Linked DNA regions of Mus musculus: region 1 is linked to region 2. The links are chromatin contacts, called in public promoter capture Hi-C maps. All regions are on one chromosome and are shown on one strand. The core of a region is the stretch at or near the end of the contact, and the rest is flanking DNA. Distances in the headings are between cores, read along the strand shown. Region 1 holds the start of Parp4 (poly (ADP-ribose) polymerase family, member 4). Region 2 holds the start of Mtmr6 (myotubularin related protein 6).

Region 1 (6,505 bases), core at 2,523-5,022, 3.7 Mb before region 2:
CCGCCTCCTGGACCGGCCCCGCCCAACTCTGGTCCAGTGACTCCTGGGAAATGTAGTTCCTACAGTCCGTGTGAGCTTGCGCGCAGGCGCCTCGGACACATGCAAACTACAACTCCCAGCAACACCGCCATAAACGTTGCTAGGGGATGCTCTATGCGCGCTCTTTTGCGGCGGGCACTGGTCAACAGCTGTTGTTCTGAAGTCAACCGATTGAGATCTGACCCCTGCGGTAACAGAGAGCGTACTCCATTGTGCCAGGAACACAGAGATTCAAACCGAATCTAAAAGACGACAGGTTTGGGAGAGTTTCGTCGTCTTCGCTTTTCTCTTTGAATGGGTTTGATTTAATAAAGACCTGTTTAAAACAAAAAAGTGACATTGGTAGGACGAATAAGTGAAGATAACCGTGGAAAAATTTACTCCGGAAATAATCATCTATTATGTGGCTAGTCGATGGCTGCACAAAGTGTGTGCATTCAGTGTTTAAATTATATGGAATATTGAAAGTGCAGATATTAAAATTATATATGGAATGTTGAGCGCAGATTTCACTGTTTATTTGTTTTGCCACCAGAGGGGTTCCAAAATACAGACATGACCCTTTAATCTAGGATGCTACAACACTTCAAGCTACCACAGTTTTTAGACTAGGTTTGAACAATATTGTAAACTAACATCTGTTTTTTAAATATATAATTTTACTATTTTATTTTTACTTTATGTGCAAGCATATTTTGCCTTCATGTTAGTATGTGCCCTGACGTGTGTCTGGTGCCTGTAGAGGTCATAGGGGCCATCTGATCCCATGATCCCATGGAACTAGAGCTACAGATGTTTGTGAGCTACCATGTAGGAGCTGGAAACTGAACCCAATCTTGGGAGAGAGAACAGCAAATGCCCATAACCACTAGGCCATCCCATTTTCTCTTCTCCGGTTGATCAAATGCTTGCCTAGTATGTTCTATCCTCAGCACTGTATAATCCAAAATTGGTGACCAGTCTCTCAGGTGGGGAAGGTGAATCAGAAATTCAAGGTCACCCTCCAATATAGAGTAAGTTAGAGGCCAGTATGTTAACATGAGATTCTATATAAAAAGGTCATCAAGAAGAATTGCCCTTTATACTAATTAGTTCAAATAAATCAATATTATTAAAGATAATTAAAATTTTGTACAGACACCTCAAACATGGAGACGGGAAAAGTTTTTGTTTTGCTTTGTTTTGTTAGGTTACATCATAGATGAAAAAGCCAAAGTTCAAAACTACCAAGATCACACACCTAAAATGTTGACAAGAGAATGGAGCTCAGTGGGTAGCAAAGACCTTGCCTGCTGTACCAGAGGCTGAGTTCCATCCACTGCCCTAAGCTGATTAGTCAGTAAATTAATAACTTAAGATGCTGAATGAGGGTTCAAATGGTCTTCTTTTGGCCTGAAACCATGCCCAAAAATCATTTTCTTAAAATGTGTGTCTTTGACAATAATCACAATATTCTCTACTATTTCTGCCTACATTTTATTTGGTATAGTATGTTATGCCACATTGCTTGTTGTCTGAATAAACAAATTTTATCACACTCATCCTTTCTCTCTCTCTCTCTCTCTCTCTCTCTCTCTCTCTCTCCCTTTCTCTCTCTCTCTCTCCTAGTTTTCTTGCCTTCACTTCCCAAAGTATGTGCCACAAAGCATGTCTCCACATTCAAGTTTAAAGTAGCTATTAAGATTTTAATAAAGGGCTGGAGAGATGGCTCAGCGGTTAAGAGCACTGACTGCCCTTCTGAAGGTCCTGAGTTCAAATACCAGCAACAACCATCTGTAATGAGATCTGATGCCCTCTTCTGGGGTGTCTGAAGACAGCTACAGTGTACTTACATATAATAATAAATAAATCTTTAAAAAAGATTTAATATGGAAGTTATCACCTGGAACCTACATACCTATATTTTAAAAGTAGAGTATAATGATCCAATCACTTGGGCAGAGGAAGAGCCTTGAACTAGCTACTTAGAGCTGAAGAGCAGCCTGGACTATATAGAAAGGCCCTGTCTCAAAAAGGCAGAAAGATCTCTGTGAGTTGAGGCCACTCTGGTTTACAGAGTGAGTTCCAAGACACCCAGGACTGTGATACAGAGAAATTCTATCCTGGGGCGGGGGGAGAATAAAATTAAAATAAGTAGCACACAGCACATTATTCAACTGTTGACTGTGTGACCCCACCCCCACCCCCATTGATAAGCTGTGCCAAAACCATGAGTGGCATCATCCCATGGGCTAAGGACCTGAATGGAATTAAAGGGAAAGCAGACAATACTCATCATTTCACTTATTACCCTCTGACTGTGGGCAAGATGCGATCAGACACCTCCTGCTCCTGCAGTCAGACCTTCCCTGCCATGAAAGACTGTACACCCTAGGACTGTAAGCCAGCACACCCTCTCCTTCCAAAAGCTGCTTCTATCAGAGCAATAAGACAAGAAACTAGTAGTACAGTAAAAATGTCTCCTTTTCTGCTTTGCTTTTTAAGAACTCACTAAAGATCTTTGACTTCTGATCCTCCTGTCTGTACCTCCAGTCTGTAGGGACTACACACATATACCACCAACCCTGTTTTTAATACAGTATTAGGGACTGAACCCAGGGCTTCACACAGCACTTTAACCTGCTGAAGCATATCCTCAGTCCAGTAAAGACGTTTCTAGGGAGGGGGAGGTGGCTCAGTCCCTAGAGTGCTTGCCTGGTAAGCATAAAGACCGGAGTGTAACACACCCCCCCACCATTTTAAAAAGGAAAAAGCTGGAAGCTGGCTAGGTGGCTCAGTGGGTAAAGTATTTGCCCTACAAGCCTGATGACATGAGTCCTATACCCAGTCATGTCAAAGAAGAAGAGAAATCATAAGCACACATATGTGTATGCATGCAAACAAATATAGTATATTATATATACTATATATAAAGCCATATAATATACATATAAAGCCACACATAATGGTATGTGCTTGTAACCCCAGTGCTGGGAGGAAGAGACTGGTAGATCCTTAGTGCTCACTGGCTACCTAGCCTAGTACACATAATAAGTTCCAGATCATTTGGCACCTGAGGACAGCACCCAATAAATCATGTCACCAAAATTCACCTTTTACATTCAATTCTCTAGTCTAGACCTTATAGTCTCGTTTCATTCATCATATTCTGAAATTATTAATGGAATTATTTCTAAATCAGTCCCTACTCAGTACATTTCTGATTCTAGCGCCCAGGGCCCACACATGTGAAGCAAATAACCAGCTGAGCTGTCTAGCCCTAGACCCATCGTTTGAGCGTCTCCAATTAGTGATGGATGCTATTGTGCGCTTCAAACTCAGAAGTTCTCATTTTCTTCCACTGTTGCTGCTGAAAATCGAACCCAGGGGCCCACAAATGTTAGCCAAGCTTTCTACCAATGACCTAGCTCTTCAGTCCTAAATTCTCTCTGATGCCCCTTTGGGAAATTTGTTTCTTACCTGCCCTGGGATTCCAGCACCCTATTTAACCCCAATCCGTAATCATTTCTCTGTCAAAAGTCCCCATCCATCAAGTCTCCCAGATTCGAATTTTGGGTTTACTCCTACTGGCAATTTACACTCTGAAAAAGAAAGTGAAAGTCCTGAACGCTAGGCTGATCTGGAAAGCTGAGGCCACGCCTTCTCCCCAGCTGGACAGTCGCAGGACATCCCTCTAAGGGGCGTAGGTCCGGTGTTCAGGAGCCGCAGCCACGGTCCCGCCCCGCCGCGCCCCACCTAACCCGGCTGCGCCTGGAGCGGAAGCACCAAGGCTGGAACGCTGGCTGCGGAGCACGGAGGAGGGGACCATCCGACACCAGGAAGGGCCAGGCGGGATCTCCGAGCAGGTGCGTGGGTACCCCAGGAGGCTGTCTGACAGCCCGAGGGTCCCCGGTAGTCTCTGGTGGTCTTGACCTTCTGAGGCCTGGCTCAGGGTCAGCGGCCCTAGGAGGGGAGTGCCAGGGGAGGGGAGGTCAATGTTGACTGCGCCATCAGACCCACTGCTGTTTTGGGAAAATAACTGCAACAGAACGCAACATTTCTTTACTTTCTGAAAGTTGAGGAAACTTTTGGTAGAAGAAAATAACTCATTGAGGTCTGGAGTTGAAATTTAGCCGAATCTGACTAAGCTCCGGGTCCTATTAAGACAAAAAATAAGTAAAAAAGATGGGGTGAGTTAATTTGCAGTTTTAGCCAAGACTGGGAATAGAGAAATTCTTAGTCTGTCTAGGCCTTACCTATGGCAGTTACAATTTATGTTAATGAAAAAGGGGAAGGCCAGGAAATCCGCCCCACGTAGATTTGTCCTTAGGTTGGATTTATGCCTCTGTCCTACTAAAGGTACTTCCGGTGCTATGGCTATTCTTGGTTGTTAAATTGACGCACCTGGAAAAAAATGAACCTCAATTGAGAAATCGCCTCCGTCAAATTGACCTCTGGGGTGTGTCTGCAGAGCATTTTCTTGATTGCTAACTGAAGGAAGAGAGCTTAGCCCACTGTAGGCACCGCTTCTGGGCAGGTGGTCCTGGATTGTATGAGGTGAGCAGAAACAGAAAGCAAGCCAGTAAACTGCGTTCTTCCTTGACCACTAATTAATCTACTCACTTTACATGCCAATCACAGCCTTTAATCCAGTCAGTTCCTTAAATTGTGCTACTGTTATGAATAGTAAGTAAAAATATCTGTGTTTCCTATAGTCTTAAACCCACTGTCAAAGGGGTCAAGATTGAGAACCACCGGCTTCCACGTTCCTGTCAGGGGTTCATGCCCTGACTTTCATGTTTGACTGTAAGCAGTGAGATGAGGTAAGGAAGAGTAACAACAGGATCAAAGCTGGGATCTGTCTCAGGGCAGCCAATAGGAAGACGGCTTGTGATGGGCTCCCCTACGACACGCTGAAAGGAAGAAACGTGGGTGTTCACTCCCTAGCGAGGCAGCCTTCTCTCTCCACTGTGCAGTTTTTTGTTTTGTTTTGTTTTTTCGAGACAGGGCTTCTCTGTATAGTCCTGGCTGCTCAAGAACTTTTTCTATAGACCAGGCTGGCCTCAAGCTCAGAGATCAGCTTGCCTCTGCCTCCTGAGTGCTGGAACCAAAGGCGTGCACCACCACCACCACCACCACCACCACCACCAGGCTCGAGTTTGATATTTAAAAGCTATTGGAAATGACTTTTTTCCCTTCAGGTCTTTTTGACACGTTTGTATTTGGTTCAGTGAAAGGATGCCTATGTTTTGTTTGTTGGTTTTTTTCTGCTACTTTTCTAAAAGTGTTTTTCAAGTCTAAGGATTTTCTGGTAGAAGCCAGTCATGGGGGCACACCCCAGTAATCCTAACACTCTGGAGGCTACAACAGGAGGATCACCATGAGTTTGAGACCTGAGCTTCACAGTGAGCTCTAGGCCAGCAGGTACAGATTGGATCTCAACATTATACCAGGCCGGTGAGGTGTAGTGGTACACACCTTCAAGCCTAAGACTCGGGTGAGAAAGAACTCTGAGATCGAGCCCAACCTGGTCTACATAGCAAGTTCTAGGCTAGCCAAGGCTAAAAAAAATGTAAAGCAAACCAAACAAATTCACTAAAACCCAGCAACACATAGTGTCTGGTGGGGTCTTTAGGATCTTTTGAGGATTGCATCGTGTCATGCAGAAATAGGGGTGAGTTGGCCGTTCCCTTTCCCATGTCTGTTTCTCTTATTTTCTCTCTTACTAGTCCAGTAAGACTTCTAGCACCATATTCAAAAGAGTGGAGAATGGCCACCCTTGTCTCCTTTCTAACTTTAGAGGAAATTCCCCATGTAGTGTGATGTTGGCTACAGGCTTGCCGTATTTAGCTCTTAAAACATTGAGGTATGCATTTCTTCTGTCTCTAGTTCTGCAGGGGCTTTGTCATGAAGGATGTTGGACTTTGCCAAAGGCCTTTAATGTGTCTACAGATGTGGTCATGTGATTTTTGTCATTACATCTCTTCAGCCCTTGTACTATATTCATAGGTGTGGATGTGTTGAGCCAATCTTACATTCCTGAGATGAAACTAACTTTATCACAGTGTTCTTGAAATGGATTTACAATATTCTTTAGAAATTTAGTGGTTGTTGGAGAATTTGGGCTGTTGTGTCCTCTCTGGTTTGCTGTGCTGTGGCTTTGTAGGATAAGTGTGGTAGTGTCCCTTCCCTTTCTACTTTGTAGAGCATTCTGAGAAGTGCTGGTGTCGCCTTCCTCTTAACAGCATGGGAGAATATGGGAGAATATGGCTGTGAACCATCCCATACTGTGTGAGACTTAGTGGGCACATTTTATTACTATTTCAACTTAACTGCCTATTGCATCTGCTTACATTGTTTATGTCTTCTTGATTTAATTCTGGTCAGTTAAGTAGATCTCGGAATGTATTCATTTCTTCCAGATTTTCTAGGGACTGTTTTGTTTTGTTGTAATACAAGTTAAAGTATTGCCTAAGATGCTCTGTAT
Region 2 (6,599 bases), core at 1,896-4,395:
GTTCTATTATTTCTCAACCCACCTAAGCTCCCTCTTTTCTTTCAGCTCCAGGTTGCCTCCCAGGCTTGAACCCGGACATGTGAGCCGCTAGCCGGCTCGCAACAATTTGGCATCCCACGCGGGGCCTGGGAAAGGCAGAAGATACTGGAAGAAACACTGCTGGTTTAGAGCTCCATGGAAGAATAAAAGAATTAAAGAAAATTTGTACCGGGGCACGAAGCAACGGGTAAAAGGTTGCTAAGGGTGTGGTACTAAGCTGGAACAGCGTGCTGACCCGTGCGCTGGATTCGCTTAGGTTCAGCAGTGATATCAGAATCTAGGAATGCAGCAGGCAGTCGGCCGCAGCTTTCAGAAGCTGCTTTTTAGGTGAGAGAAATGAAAGGGTGTAAATCAATGAACAGGCAGATGGCCGTAGTTGGAAACAGGCAGGAGGAAAGCTCCACTCTAGATAATCTCCTTAGTGGCAGCAAGGTCAAGTTCTGACTCAGCCTGCTTCAGGCTTAAGGGAGGCTACACATGTTCAAGGGACACATACCCAGGTTACCTCAAATACCATGCTATAACATGTTAGGAAATGTATGAAACTTTTATACTAATAGAACAAAGAATGTTATATGTCAAGCCATTTTGCAGCTATATCAGTGGAAACATCCAGAAGGCAGATTACAGCAAGGCAGACCAGTCTCTGCTTTGGTCTCAGATGCTCTCTGACAACAGTATTAGCCTTTGGGTTGGTGGAAGCTAGGGATCTTTTTTGTACATTCTAAAAGGATAAATACAACAGTCATAAGGGTGTTAGGTCACACGCAAAAATGGACAATAAGTTGGTGACTATTTGGGGGGCTAAAGATAGCTCACTATAACTTGGCTCCCGCTTCCTAATCAGATCTCGTTATTTGGCCAGATTCTTACTGATAGTTACTGCATTTCTGACAAACATTAACTTAAGTTCTCCTTTTAAAAATATGTTTTTGTGAAAGATCTCAAATTATTAAAAGAATTGCTCAATGAAGGAGCTAGAGAAAGGACCCAAGGTGCCAAAAGGGTTTGCAGCCCCATAGGGGGAACAACAATATGAACCAACCAGTATCCCCCCAAAGCTCCCAGGGACTAAACCACCAACTAAAGAGTACACATGGTGGGACTCATGGCTCCAGCTGCACATGTAGCAGAGATGGCCTAGTTGGTTATCAATGGGAGGAGAGCCCATGGTCCTGTGAAGGCTCTATGCTCCAGGGTAGGGAATGCCAGGGCCAGGAAGCAGGAGTGGGTGGGTTGGTGAGCAGGGGGAGGGAAGAGGGGATAGGGGATTTTCAGAGGGAAAACCAGGAAAGAGGATAACATTTGAAATGCAAATCAAGAAAATATCTAATAAAAATATGTTTAAAAAAAAAGACTTGCTTATGGAGGAAATGAAGACTAACCAAAACCAAATAAAGTTGATTGATAGAGCTTAAGGGTGGCCTGTTTGGAAATCTTTTAAACATTTTTAAATCGTGAACCCTTTTCAGCAGAAAAACTTTTATTTATCTTTGGTTATATAGGTACTTACAATAGGTGTACAAATCAAACATTTGCTGATAATATTTTGCTTGTTTGTTTTTGTTACAGTCTCACTATGTGGAACAGCATGCTCTGAAATTTACAGGCAACAACTTGCCTCTGTCTCTGAAGTGCTGGGATTAAAGTCATGCCCCAGCATACAAGGTAAATTTATTTTTACAAACAATTCTTTTGTACACATACATCTTTACTACTTAATTATGAGTAGAACAGAGATAGATATGTTTTTCTGATACAGCTCAATTCAAAGATACACTAATTTGATATATACTAAGGAATAATAGGAAAATATGAAAAGTTTTGCTTTCTGTAATCAAACTGCTCTTTCTATAAGAGTAGCAATGTTTGTACAAACTGTAAAGACACCACAATTCATAACACATAGTAGATGAAATCTGATCTGAGGCAGTTACTGTCATGAACACAGCAAAGTACAGTTGTAGAGATTTGAGACCCAAAGCTTATTCCAGAAGCAAAGCCAGAGATAGGCTGCGTTTTTAATCAAGTTTTGGTCAGCTCCTGGTCCCCAGGGTTGCCATGAACAGTTTAAAAGTGTTGGTTTAATTGAAAGGTCTTTTGCAGGAGGCAGCCAGAGAAGCAAGGAGAGAGCACACCAGCTACCCGTTAGGAAGGCAAACTGCCCATCCCAGCCATTTTTGTTTATTTACAAAAGACAAAGATCAGAAAAGTTTCTAATAAGAATTTAACAGATGGGCTGTTGAAATGGCTTAGTGTGTAACAGCACTGACCACTCTTCCAAAGGACTTGAGTTCAAATCCCAGCAACCACATGGTGGCTCACAACCATCCATAATGAGATCTGATGTCTTCTTCTGATGTGTCTGAAGACAACTGCAGTGTACTTATTTATAACAATAATTAAATCTTTGGGCCAGAGCGAGCAGAGGTCCCTAAATTCAATTCCCAACAACCACATAAAGGCTCACAACCATCTGTACAGCTACAGTGTACTCACATACAAAAAAAAAAAAAAAAAAAAAAAACAACAAAAAAAAAAAACTTAAACAAAAAGAACTTAACAGATAAGCCATCTTTCCAACCCTGAGCAATATCTTTCAAATTAAAAAAAGACATTCATGTAGCATCTTAAATTAAAGTGCAGCCTTATCTATAAGCCTGTAAGAGTAATATCCTGCCCCTTGGTAACAAAGACCATACAAAATGTACTCAAACTTAATACTGATAATCATAATAGAATTTAATAGTTCATTACAGGAGCCCAGTGCTCCATGAGTTTCTAAATGTAATTTAACCTGGAATTTAGAGGTATCCAGTCTCGCACTCACTGGAAAATTCCTTTTGGTCAGGAAAAGGAATATCTTTAAACCTAGAAAAAGCTTCTAGTCCCTCTTGCTGATCCTTGTCTAGCTGAACATGTGGGTTAGCTTGGTTGGCCGGGGCAATACCAGTCCTCCATCAGAGAGGGCGCTGTACAACAGGCCATGCATGTGGCCCAGCTAGCATACGCTCTCTATGGGCGACACTCAGCCGGCTGTCAGGATCCCCTCTGAAGCTAAGATTTGCGGAAGTGTTTCTAGGCGACAGAGCTCTCAGATGACGCCTGCGCAGTGCCACCGGCGGCGGGGGTGGCTGACGCTGCCGGGTTGAGGGAGTTCCTGCGGGTGGCTGTCACCGCCCCGTTTCTCTCCCGATGGTGCTCTCCTGAGGCCAGCTGCCTGCGGGCGTCGCCCCGGGATGGAGCACATCCGGACAACCAAGGTAGTCGGCGGGAGATCCTCGCAGCTGCCGGGGTCCATTGGGCAGAGGCGGACGGGCAGTTTGGGGGTGCGGGGCCTCCGTTGAGGGCCGGCAGTTTGGGGGTGCGGAGGCCGTGTGGACAGCGCAGGCGCCTTGGCAGGAGGTGCTTGGGGAGTCGGCAAACGGTGGCCGCCCAGCGAGCTTTGCTCTTTTGGACAAGACTGGGGCTGCTTTTTACTTTGGGGGATTTCGGCCGATCGCCGCCTGGCTCGCCCCCAGGCTGGTGGGTCCAGTTATCCATCAGTGCTGTGCTGTTCTTGAACCAGTCTTGCTCTGGTTTAAGTGCCCCGCCCGCTCTTTTCCGCGGTGCAAATATTAGCGCATCCGAGGCCACTCACTTTTCTAGTTCTCCAGACACTTAGAGTTGATACTTCTGTGCTTCCAACTTTAGGCATTGTCTTAAGTGTAGGGAGCCAACTTGACAGCAGTTATGCAGAAGGGGAAAGAAAGGCTGTGTCATATTGTAAAAGGTCCATGGAACTTTCCTATAACTGAGCTTGTTTGTCAAGTCCGTGCTTAATTTTTCTGTGTGAGAAGAATTCAGAGAATGGCCAAACTTCAGCCTCAGAAAGGGCCAAAACAGAAATGGAGATCAAAGGGCGTGAATGACCTTTTAAGATGAGGAAAAACACCTCTCTGGGCTTTGCCAGAGCCTTAACTGTCACTTACTGTCTGTCCTAAAGGTCTTAAAGTTACAGGTCATTTGGGAATAAACTGCATTTTTTTCTTCATTATTCTTTAAAACGCTTCACAGTCCTTGATGTTATGGATAACATAACATGAATTTTTGTTAGGATTTATTTTGGAGTTTGCCTATACTATTTGTAGGAAATGTGGAGGTGCTCCTCTTCCAAAATTTTGGTTTTTTTGAGACAAGGTTTCTCTGTGTAGCTCTGGCTGTCCTGGAACTTGCACTGTAGACTAGGCTGGCCTTGAATTTACAGAGAGCTATCCTCCTTTGATTCCAAGTGCAGGGATTAAAGGTGTGCACCACCACTGCTTGGCAGATTTTATTTATTTATTTAAAGAGAAGGAACGTTTAAGTTGCTGACATTTAAAATTTGAAAATGGGAGGATGATTCGATGTACAGCAGAGGGTGCTAAGGCAGGGAAGAGAATGAGAGTGAGCATGGGAGCCCTTCTTGTCCCTGTCACAGGGCCCTAACAGCTGTCGGCTCAGAAACTGCCTTCTACTCTGAACCTCATTGCTTGTTTGCTGCTGAGAATCTCTCTCTCTCTCTCTCTCTCTCTCTCTCTCACACACACACACACACACACACACACATCAGTGAAAGCAAACAGAATCCAGTGAACTAAAAACACCCTGATCACTAAGTGAGCACTGGTGGGAAAATCTAGATGATTCCCTTCATTAGTTACAAAATGACCTCCGTCAGTTTATGAAGAACCGATCTGGCCTTTGGGGTGTATAGCTGTCATTTTTATGATCTTGAAGGTTGTTCCTGATTAAACCTTACTGTCTTCCTGGTAGGCCCATGCTGCTGTTAGGTAAGGCTGCTTTTTGCTCACCTTTTAGATCTGACCTTTTATGTCTTTTTTTAATGGTTAAGAGATTTCCAGTTGGTTTCCAACTGAAGTTGCTTCTTAAGGGACTGCCTTTGTTATTTTGTGTCACTGTTGTGGCAAGGAGGCGTTTCTCTAGAGAAGTCTTAAGTGGGTGTATATAGACTATAGTGGAACCGAGGTTTGCTGGGAACTAGCATGTACACACTTGACTGACACTGGCATCCCACACAAGAGCATCATGAACCTCACACTGTAGTCTGATAATTGTTATATAGACTCTACTGTTTCCTTAAATTATGGTTTGGAAAAAGTGTAGTCTTACAGAATTGCTTTGAACATAACCAAGTTTTTGTTTTTATTATGTATACTCTTCTCCCAAACATATTTAATTGCATAAAAATATGTTTTAGGCTAGGCGTGGTGGCGCACGCCTTTAATCCCAGAACTCGGGAGGCAGAGGCAGGCAGATTTCTGAGTTCGAGGCCAGCCTGGTCTACAAAGTGAGTTCCAGGACAGCCAGGGCTACACAGAGAAACCCTGTCATGAAAAAACAAAAGAAAAAAAAAAGTTTTAAACTCTGTGTAGTTTAATTGGTATAATCAGAATTGTTTGTAGGGCTCTCAGGATGGCTCAGTGTTGGTAAAGGGACCTGATGCCAAGCCTGACGATCGGAGCTGGTTCTCCAGAACCCACGCGGGGGAAGGAGGGAACCAACTTCTCAAAGAGTCTCTCTCAGCTCCACACAGGTTTCTTGGCCTGTGCATGCCCACCCCACCCTCAAGTAAAAGTAATAAACATTTTTAACTGATTATGATAATGTATGACTGTTCAGTGAGTTTCTTTTAATGTTGTTTAACAGCTGTCTTTGAAAAGTAATGATTACCTTCTGTTAGGCAATTATATCAGTGAACACAGTTATGTACCATTGTCATAATTTCACAATGTTCACATTTCACATATATGTTAGTTCATTAGCTCTCATCACCATGATGTTTACTTTTAATAATCACCTTGACACAAGGTAGAGTCACTTGGGAAGGGGGCCCAGTGACAGACATTGGCCTGTGAGGGTTTTTTTTTTCTTTTTGTCTTAATTGGCTGAGGTGGGGAAGGCCCATCCTAATGTGGGCAGCAGCATTTTGTGATCTGGATCCTGAATGTATAAAAGTAGAGAAAGCAAGGGGGCGGCATTTGTGCATATATTCTGTCTCTGCTCCTGAGTCTAGATGTGACCTGTTTTCTCAAGGTCCTGCTGTGACTTCCCCACAATGGTGGTTGGAATTTTAAGCCAAATGAACCCTAGCTTTATGTCAAAGAGTGTTATCACAGCAACAGACATGGAACCAGGACCATCAGTGATCTAAAAATGGACCCTGCCAGTGGTTTTAGAATCTCCATTTATAGATGAGGAAGAAATTAGTAAGTTTGAATGACCTGTCAGGTTAGCCATGTATGGCTGTTAGAATTTAAACTAATGTCTAACTCCAAAGGTGAGGTGTGCTCTTCCTAGCATGAACAGTTGTAATAAAATTGTGAAATTGGCATTCACTTAGAAAAGATTAACTAAAAGGGTTTCCCTTTTCTAGGTTTACCATAAGTAATAGTTTTATATTCTTGTTTTTGTATCTTGTTTTTGTATTTTGTATTTTGTTTAGAGTTATCATTTGCTTTGTCCTCTGCTATCAGAGATTAAATAACTCTCGCGCCAACATTCAGCTGTTAGCTATATCA

Evidence for each region. Promoter capture Hi-C pulls out the DNA fragments that hold promoters and counts their contacts.
Region 1: a promoter capture Hi-C map of pre-B cells shows a contact between it and region 2, with 4 times the contacts expected there. The contact joins the promoter of Parp4 here to the promoter of Mtmr6 in region 2. A contact is called at or near these places in 2 of 39 promoter capture datasets (liver and pre-B cells) and 1 of 484 Hi-C or Micro-C datasets (CD8 T cells).

Annotation. Positions count from the first base shown.
Region 1 is chr14:56,571,847-56,578,351 of GRCm38.p6, forward strand. Parp4 (poly (ADP-ribose) polymerase family, member 4) reads left to right here and starts at 3,773. Exons shown (of 35, transcript NM_001145978.2): 1 at 3,773-3,884. It also overlaps a transcript of Cenpj not described here.
Region 2 is chr14:60,262,060-60,268,658 of GRCm38.p6, forward strand. Mtmr6 (myotubularin related protein 6) reads left to right here and starts at 3,146. Exons shown (of 14, transcript NM_144843.4): 1 at 3,146-3,302. The coding sequence starts at 3,279. It overlaps Gm38641 (a long non-coding RNA gene), which reads left to right. Exons shown (of 3, transcript XR_874661.1): 2 at 46-366; 3 at 1,612-1,848.